Linked DNA regions of Aedes aegypti: region 1 is linked to region 2. The links are chromatin contacts, called in public Hi-C maps. All regions are on one chromosome and are shown on one strand. The core of a region is the stretch at or near the end of the contact, and the rest is flanking DNA. Distances in the headings are between cores, read along the strand shown.

What was found. A called contact is a pair of places that touch in the nucleus more often than the background predicts.
Region 1: a contact with region 2 is called in a Hi-C map of whole pupa, with 2.8 times the contacts expected there. The contact joins the promoter of LOC5575721 here to the enhancer-like site in region 2. A contact is called at or near these places in 2 of 2 Hi-C or Micro-C datasets (whole body and whole pupa).

The regions. Positions count from the first base shown.
Region 1 is chr3:147,268,376-147,272,918 of AaegL5.0, reverse strand. It overlaps LOC5575721 (regulator of gene activity), which reads left to right and starts at 2,587. Exons shown (of 8, transcript XM_001655776.2): 1 at 2,587-2,799.
Region 2 is chr3:147,217,891-147,222,641 of AaegL5.0, reverse strand. LOC5575721 (regulator of gene activity) reads left to right here. Exons shown (of 8, transcript XM_001655776.2): 4 at 2,600-2,822. Among protein-coding and RNA genes, the nearest start is that of LOC110679472, 23 kb to the right of the region's middle. Within about 2 kb of position 2,376, at least 3 of the 3 cell types and tissues checked have open chromatin away from gene starts, as enhancers often do.

The sequences.
Region 1 (4,543 bases), core at 1,338-3,837, 50 kb before region 2:
ATGTTTCGATTGGATTGTTTTATATTAAACAGATTTAAACGGAAACGTCAAATCGTCTGATCCCTATACCAGAAAGTTGGCCTGTTTGCGGCAGCCTTTAGCGCTTGTTGAAAGCGTGATACGGTGATTGTTACGTGAGAAATGTATTGTGAACCCCTGTATATTGTCGGACTATATATGTTGTGCTTGTCATTCTTCGGTCTCTGTTTTGCACCCGTGTTGTCAAACCAGTGATCATGAAAACAAGCGACAGCACGGATGTAAGGCACCGAAGTTGTATGCACAGACAAACAGACGTAACACTGACGCAATTTCCATCGACCACTCATTTAACAATCATTTCAAATTCGCTATGTTACATATCTGACAACCAGAGGCGCGCACATCGTTTTTCTTCGCGTTTGACGTTTCACACTACCGCCATCTGCCGGTCTTGTTGCACGAAACACTTTTTCGTGCAACATGCTCACCAGATGATGATAGTGTAAACTGGGCGATGGATTTTGAAGAAATTTGTTCTAAGTGTTACGTCTGTTTGTCTGTGTTGTATGTATATTATATGAATATGTAAGAATTATGATTAATTGTGCAATAAATTCTAGCTTTGCAGCATAGGCTAAAGAAAACAACGGAGTGTTTTCTTTTTCTTGCTAAAAGATCGGTGTTCCTCGTTGCTGTTTTCTACAGTGATACTGATGCTGTTGCAAAGGGGACGGTAGTGGCGGATTTTTAGGAAAACCACTACTAAATGTCATTCATCCCTCATTATCTTTAGTTTTTTTTCACAAATTTCGTAACGCCAAACATTGCCATTTTGGACATCCATCCACCTCCACGTAAATCTTTTTGTATGAATATTTTATAAACTTTGTATAAGCCGTAACATCACGAAGACACCCACTCACTTCCTACAGCGTTATGAAATTTGTGAATGGGACCTTTTCCAATTTCACCCGACTTCATCTATCCGTCTTTAAGTGCATCCTATCACTTCTAAACTTATGACACACTGCCCAAAGTTGGCTGCATAGGATTAGCCCTACCGAGGCTGGTTCCTTGTGACATTGTTTAAGTCGGCTAGGAGAAGCAGTTTGCCTAGGCTACTTCTAAGTGGTCTGAGTCAAGGGTATGTGCACTCTGTACACCACTTGAGCAATTTAACAAAAATTGCTCAAGTACAGTGCTTGGGCTGGTTTTAGTGGGACGTCATTGGTGCGGCATTCCCACATTCCCTGAGTAACATTCTTAGATGTCTGTTTGCAGATTTTCTCATTGTAAAACTAACCGTTTTTAAGCACTCTGAATTTTTGGCGCGTTCTAGGCTTCTTCCATTGTGAACGTAAATTGGAACGTGTGGAACTGGAACGAACAGATAGAAAGATAAAATTAAGAAAAAACACTTTCTTTTGTGATACAAACAGGAATTCGGCTCCATCGACAGCCACCGGGAAACTGTGGCATTTTTGGTTTGTGATGGAATTGGGGTGATACACTTTTTGCACCCTTAATAAGTGACAGGAGGGGCAAAGCATTTTTGGCATTTTTGTTTCCTTAGACATGGGAGGTTTTTGCTATCAAAATTGTCTGAAATTTAGCAGTATGATGCTGTTTTGAAAATACAGGTTCATAGGGCTCATTCACAAATTTCATAACGCTAAAGGGGGTGGGTGGGTGTCCTCATGATGTTACGGCTCATACAAAATTTGTAGAGTGTTCATACAAAAAGCGTTACGAGGGGGTGGGTGGGTGTCGAAAATGGCTTTTTTCGGCGTTATGAAATAAATGAATGAGCCCATATTGTGTTTGATAACTCCCATAGGTCGAAGAAAAAAACAATGCAATTCTCTAATTAGTTTCAAAACCTAAGACTAACTAACGCTTTGATACTTCTTCTTCTTCTTGACATTACGTTCCCACTAGGACAGAGCCTGCTTCTCAGCTTAGTGTTCTTATGAGCACTTCCACAGTTATTAACTGAGAGCTCTCTTTGCTTAAGTTTCCATTTTCGCATTCGTATATTGTGTGGCAGGTACAATCATACTCTATGCCCAGCGAAGTCTAGGAAATTTCTATTATGAAAAGATCCTGGACCGACCGGGAATCGAAACCGGACACCTTCAGCATTTGCTTTGTAGCCGCGAACTCTAACCACTCGGCTAAGGAAGCCCCCTCCCCCCTTGATACTCTAAAAAATTCAGTAAGAAAATAAGTAAATGAAAAACGAATACTGAACCATTTAATACCACCAGAGCTTGTATCATTTGATAGATACACGTATTTTGAGTCGAGTTTTAACTTCAAATTCATTGATAAAAGATCTTCGACAAGTCGAGTCTAGCACACGACACTGAAGACGGCCTTACAGTTGAGGTCAACATTGAAATGGTAATTCTGTTTTTATTCACTTATATAAATCGTTATTTTAAAATCTTTTGAAATAATTTACAGGATTTTAATGTACCTCATCACAGTTCCCAGTCTTTTCGCCATCTGTGCTAGTTCGCCCATCTGCCATTTTGATCGCTCCGATTCGCTTGCACAAAACTCGCAAGAGTGGGACGCCTCTCTCTCTGGATCGGTTCACGCAACCCAAAAAAAAATAGCCTCTCACGGTTCCGTATCTCGCAGCAGCAGCAAGCAGCGCACATATTCCAATATGTCAGCCATTGTTTGAAACTGAACCTACTATCCCATTTTGCAAAGGCGATTGTTCCTGGCAATTTTCGATCAATTTTTCGCGTTTTTCCCGTGCAAAGTTCGGCCAGTTCGGTGCGGCAGCGTTTCGGTGTGAAATCTACGGTAAAAACGAGCTCTGTCCGGGTGGGGATCGGTCCGAAAACGGGTGCATCATTTTGGATGTGGATTTTTTTTTCTGCTTCCTCCCCTTGTGCCGTGTCCCGTGTGTGTGACGACGAGAGGGATTCCCTTTCCCATCGTACAGAAGTGGCCTCAAAAGATCTGGCCTACGGAGGGACATTCCCAAAAGTGGCCATAAGCTGCAGAAGCAGCAGTTTACTCGATTCCTGAATTTGTGTGTGTGAAAGTGGCAGAAGCTTGAGAAGCAAGAGCTAACAAAAAAGTGGATTGAAGTTTTTTTTTTAATGATACGCTTTTCCTCTATGCTGCTGGAGGAAAACCCAGTGAAGAAGAGCAGCTAATCGATCGTCGAACGGACCGAGCAGCAGAAGCAGTAGCTACGGAGAAAAAAAAAGGGAAAAACGGTTCCAGCACAGAGACGTGGAACTCCTGAACTGAAGAGAAGGAGAAGTGTGTGGCAAGTGCGTGTTTGCGCAAAAAAAAAAGGGAATAGAGAATCTCGGTCAGGACAAAAGTGGTTACGGCAAGGGAGTTCTGATAAAGTGTCCTGGTCCTGGATGGTATTTAGTGTGCAAGCAGAGGGCTATACCTATCTATAATATAGCTGCGGGGGAGTATTTTTGTTAATCCTTTTCGAATTGGTTGGAAATGGGAAATCCGAGGCAAGTGAATTGATCTCTTACTAGGTAGTATTTGATACAGGGAAGTTCTGATAAAAAATTTGGAACATTGCTGTCCTCTTGTATTACACGGGTTCTGTAAAAAAGAGTAGCGGTGCAGCCAATGAACGCTGTGTTCTTCTAGAATAAGTTTTTGTACATACATTCTGTAGTAGATTTTCGCCCTTGGCAAGTTAGCTACTAGGGGAAGAACACCATAATATTCTGTAAAGAATTGGGTTTCACAAGATATGCTTTGAACATTATCTCTAGGATCTCTAACCAGTAATGTTATTTTCTGGTTTTACCCCAAATTTGGGTCATAATCAATAAATATAGGAAAGTGATGTGTAAATTGAAGAGATACTCATTTTTCGTTCAAATTTAGCTATTGGAAACTTATATGAAAGATAATGATATGTAATTATTACAGCGTAACATATATGCGTTTAGAAAATTATAAAAAGATAAAAAGACTCTAATTTTATACACAAATAATGGAATCAGTACCGAACCAAAATCAAGACCAACAATTGAAAAGGCCTCAAGTCCAAAATGTAAACAAATAGGTTTTCTGCTGATTTCAGTGTATAAGAGCCTATTCTTACTAAAACATACAATAGTCGTTGAAAAATATGCATAAAAGTTGAAAAACTAACATTTTTCTAAAAGGCCCCATCTCATTTTCCGCTAACCAGGATATTCAATGCAAATGCGGCCTTTTCTCAAAAAGGCCTCATTTCTATATCTGACGGAAACCGAGTTGAGGCCTGTTAAACAAACATCAAAATTGCAATGTAGATTGCGAAAAACGTTCCAAACTCACTAAGTAGATGCAGGTTATACTACGGAGCGACTGCTCCTTGTATTATTTTATACAGTGGTTGTCTAAACGGCGAACATTATCGGGTTCCTGTAGACTGATGTATTTTGTATCATACTACCTAATAATACCTGTGTCAGCCGGTCTGTACTTCACAGACAATCAACAAAAACACGATTTGGTTTCAATTGCATGAAAAATAACGTTCAATTGCAATATTATTTCAATTGAACCAATATTTCCA
Region 2 (4,751 bases), core at 1,127-3,626:
AGCATTCCCGAACAAGTATCTCGAGAAATCACTATAAAGATACCTGAAGGTATCTCATATTCATGAAGAATCTGTCGCGTTTAAGTTTCTGAAGCTTTCTATGGAGCCACCCGAATTAAGCACTAGGATTTACTGCAAGCAGAATAAGGAAAAAGTGGCTTTAGAGACTATTTTGGTTTAAAAAGAGACTTTAGAGACCTACCATTGACTTGCATTGAAATAGTGACGAAGTCTCCAAAAAATCCTCTTACTAGCGTTACATAAACATGGTATATCTCATATATGAATTTCTGCAGTAGACCTTGAACGTAATTCAGTATGAATCTCTGGAGTAATCGCTAGAAGAATTTCTGAAGCTTTTCTTCGTGTAATCTGAGAAAAAAAATCCTAAAGAGCAAGCAAGAATATTCGCGTGAGAGTTTCTAAAGCCTTTAGAATTTTTCACCTGGATTCACCGCAAGTAGAATAAAAGAAAAAAGCGTTTCTATACATTATTTTTGGTTAAAACTTGAGACATTCCATTAAAAATAGGGACTTTTTTAATACTTTCATTAACATAGTGACCAACTTTATAAAAAAGACTAGTAACTTAACGTCTAAAAATTAGGAGATTTAAGGAACTCGTGCCTGGAAAAGAAACCTAATAGAGACTAAACAGGAAATAAAAAAAAAAAAAACAAAAAAAGGATCACACAATACTCTTTAGATAAAAAAATTCTCTCACATGTTATTTCTAAGATATTTTTTAGAGATTCCTCATGACATTACGTGTAATCCAGGATTTGCTTAATCTTTCCTCCAGGTATGTTTTTTTCCAAGCTTCTTCTTCTTCTTCTTCTTCTTCTTAGCATTACGTCTTCACTGGAACAAAGCCTGCTTTTCAGCTGTTCAATGAGCACTTCCATAGTTATTAACTGAGAGCTTTCTTTGCTGGAGTTGTCATTTCCGAATTCGTATATCGTGTGGCAAGTGCAATGATATTCCATGCCCAGGGACGTCAAGGAAATTTCCAAATTTTTTTTACGAAATCCTGGAACCGGGAATCGAAACCAGACATTTTCAGTATGGCTTTGCTTTGCAGCTGCGCACTAGAACCACTCGGCTAAGGAAAGTTCCTTAGCATACCTCAAGAAATAATTACAGAGATTCGTTCAGGAATTCATCTTCTAAGACATCTTCAAGAGTTCAAGAATTCTTTCAGAGATCCTTGTAGGAGTTGAACAAGGTTATACAGAACTTAAACATGTTCTATCAATTCGGCATTTTCTAAAAGTCAACAGTTCGAACCGACCCTGCATCCATGGAAGAATGTCTGAAAAGAAAGCATTGAAGACTTCATTTCTAAGGTAATTTCTGGAGCGATTCTTGAAGGAACCTTAGAAATAATCTCACGAGTAATTCCTGATAGCATTCTTAGTGAAAGTTTTGGTTGAATTCTCAAAGAAACCCTAAACAATTTTGTAGGAAATTTCTGGAGGCATTTTTGGAAGAAATCCTCAAGAAATTGGTGGAAGAATCAACAGATAAATTCCTGGAGTTTCCGTTAAAAAATCTTAAAGAGTCTTCGCAGGAATTTCTGTTGGTATCCAAAACGGAATACGTGAAGGAATTTCTTCGGAGAATTACCGGAATGAAACATTGGTTAAATACTTAAATAATTTCTAATGAAACTACTAAACAAAACCTTGAACAATGATAACACTAATACTTAGCGTAGTTTTACAAGCATTTGTTGTAATAGTCTTAGAAATATTTTTAGGGAAATGTGATTCTATAAGAAATAAAACTCTTTGTCATGATTCCTGTTAGGTTTCTTTTTTATTCATATTCGATCTTTTTTGTCTATTTTTAGTTCCTGTTTGGTCTTTCTTTGACTCTTTTTCAGGCAAAAAGTGTTTAAAGTTCCTATTTTCGAGAGACTCAGTCGCTATCAGACCTGTTTTTATTTTGTTTTTCGAGGTCGATAAAATCAGGCTACTACTGTAGGAGCGCAATAGGCACCAGGGCAAGGGAAGGCGAACGATTGGATTCCGTTGGCAGAAGCACGTACGACGAGGAACCGTGATGTTGTGCTACGAGCAACGGAGAAGGAAGAAAAAACTAAACGGGTGTAAACAACACACCGAAGTGTTATCTCATCTTCTTCTTTTGACAGAACTCAAGTTGCAGAAAGAAAACGCAGTACCTACCTAGTGCCACAAAATGCGAACATTAGCCGTAAATAAATTACCGACGGTACGCTTCCAAACGTGCTCGACTTTCTTCCTACTAAAAAGATGACACTATTTTGGATGGTCATTCATAAATCCTTCCGCAGCGATGTAAAGTGCATGATGAGAGTGGACAGGGGATGAGAGGCGAAATATTTGTGTAGATATTCCGCTTCGGTGTTATCGCGGAAGGCAACATACTCTACACCGCATATGCTACGCAAAAGAGCGGAGCTTTGGTTAAGTGCGCAATTTATATTCTTCTCCTTATTCTTTAATCTATCACAGAATGCACGTGCTTGGTATTGTTTTTGAAATCACTGTCGAATGAAAAACTTATGTTTTTAACGTGAAAACCTTTCCCCCATCATCCCGATTTGTCGTTTCAGTCTAACATGGTCTCGTTCATGCAGTCACGAGGATATGGATCTCAAAGCGGGAATAGCATCAACAATTTCCATAGCGTGTTCGACAACGGTACGGCGGAGACGGGAACTCCTCCACTGCTCGACCTGTCCGAGTTTCCATCGCTCACGAACGCGCGGGGTGGCCAGAACGATCAATCGTTACCGCAGTCGAACGCACTGCAGCCTCCCGGGAGTAAACCGTATGGTAAGTAAGGCAACTCTCGCCCCGTGGAGAATAGTACCGATTGGTGATGTCTCGTGATATGCACATTGTGCATTTGTACTCTCTTGTCCCATACTTTGGAACGAAATGGATACTTTTGGAACAAAAGAGTACAACTGCACCACCTGTTTACGCTTGACTTATGAACGACTTTTTTGAATTTCGAGGTGAATTTGTTTGAAGCTAAAAGTTATAAATATTCAACATGTCAAAAGCACAATTTGTTTTTTTTTTGAGATATTTGTAAAATGAAAAAGTGGACCATTTACAAGGGCGCCATTCACCGCTCATTTAACAGCTTTTCAACACATTAAATTCTGTCAAAAATCTTTTTTTTTTTATATTTTCCGCAACATCAGCGGTGATCAAACAGCGTCCCACCGAGTGATTGTGTAAAATACACAAAAAAAGCTGTTCATAGATAATATTGAAGTTACAGTCAAGATTCAGTAGACTTTTTGAAAAGGTAACACTGCGGAACACGTTTTTGTCTCAAGCACCAAAATACCGCTATTTACTTAATTAAGAGTTGCTGAGTCCATTACCGTTTTCAAAATTATCATAGCACGTCTAGATTTTTAGATATTGGCTGTTGAAAATGCCAAATTTGACTATTTCAGCCAACTTGCATGCAAGTTTTCCAACTTGTACGGCAATTTATTTGCTTGATTTGCCACAGAATTCATACTTCATGTCTATAACTACACTTATCAACAAAGTTTGTAATACTATCGATGCTCGAAAGTATTTTTTTTTAAGTTTAGAAAAGTATTGTATTCTGCCATATAAGAGAACCGAAGTATTTTCTATGGAGAATGCCAGCATGTTAAAATAAATCGATTTTATCTAAATTTAATCGTGAAATTTCAACCATATTATATGTGTAATGAAAGTTAAAGTCCTATTCTGCATGTTTGGTGGATTAGATCACTAAAAAGTTTGATAAATTATACTTTAAATTTTATGTAAACATCGAAGAAACCTGTGTTTCATACAACTTTGACGACCTGTAGTTAAAAATTGTGACGTGCTAGAACATTTCAGAAAACGGCATCAGATTCAGCAATCGCAAATCTACTAGAGACACATAAGGCAGCGTCCATTTATTACGTAACGCTAAAATTGAAAATTCTTGACCCCCTCCCCCCCCCCCTTTCGTAACGCTTTTTGTATGAAAAATTTCAAATTTTTGTATGAGCCGTAACGCTTGACCCTACTCCCCCCTCCCCCTAGAGCGTTATGTAATTTGTGGATACCGCCTAATTTGATTCTTGAGATTCGCCAAAATTTCATTTTTGTTACGCTGTGTAATTTTGAACAGAATGATGGTTCACATCAACGAAAATTCAATTGTTGCCAATGATCAGTTTGGATTCCGACATGGACATTCGATCACTCATCAATTTTTACGTGTAGTGTAACAAATTTGATTCGTTCCAACAAATCTGAAGGCTGACCTTGCTCATCTAGACATAGAAAAAGCATTAGACAGTGTTTGGCATGAAACTTGATCGTAAAATAAAAAAAAATAATTTCCTAACGTACATTGTTAGAATGATCCAAAGTTATCTGTCAAATCGTACACTTAGTTAATTATCAAAACTCCAAGTCTGTGAGACTTCCTGTAAGAGCAGGTGTCCCTCAATTCCTGGGGAGCAATTTTATACAATATTTTCACATCTGACTTACTTGAGTTACCTCTGCCAAAGAACGAAGCCTGCGTGTCATCTATTATAGAGATCTATAATCTGTAATAGTAGATTGCAAAAAAGTTTGAATATTTTTTCTTCATACTTGGAAAATTGACAGATTTCTCCTAATGCCTTCAAAACTAAGCTTAAAATATTCTCACTTATAACTAATAACTCTAATAACTCTTTATTTGAAACCTTCTAGTAGGGCTCCAATAAA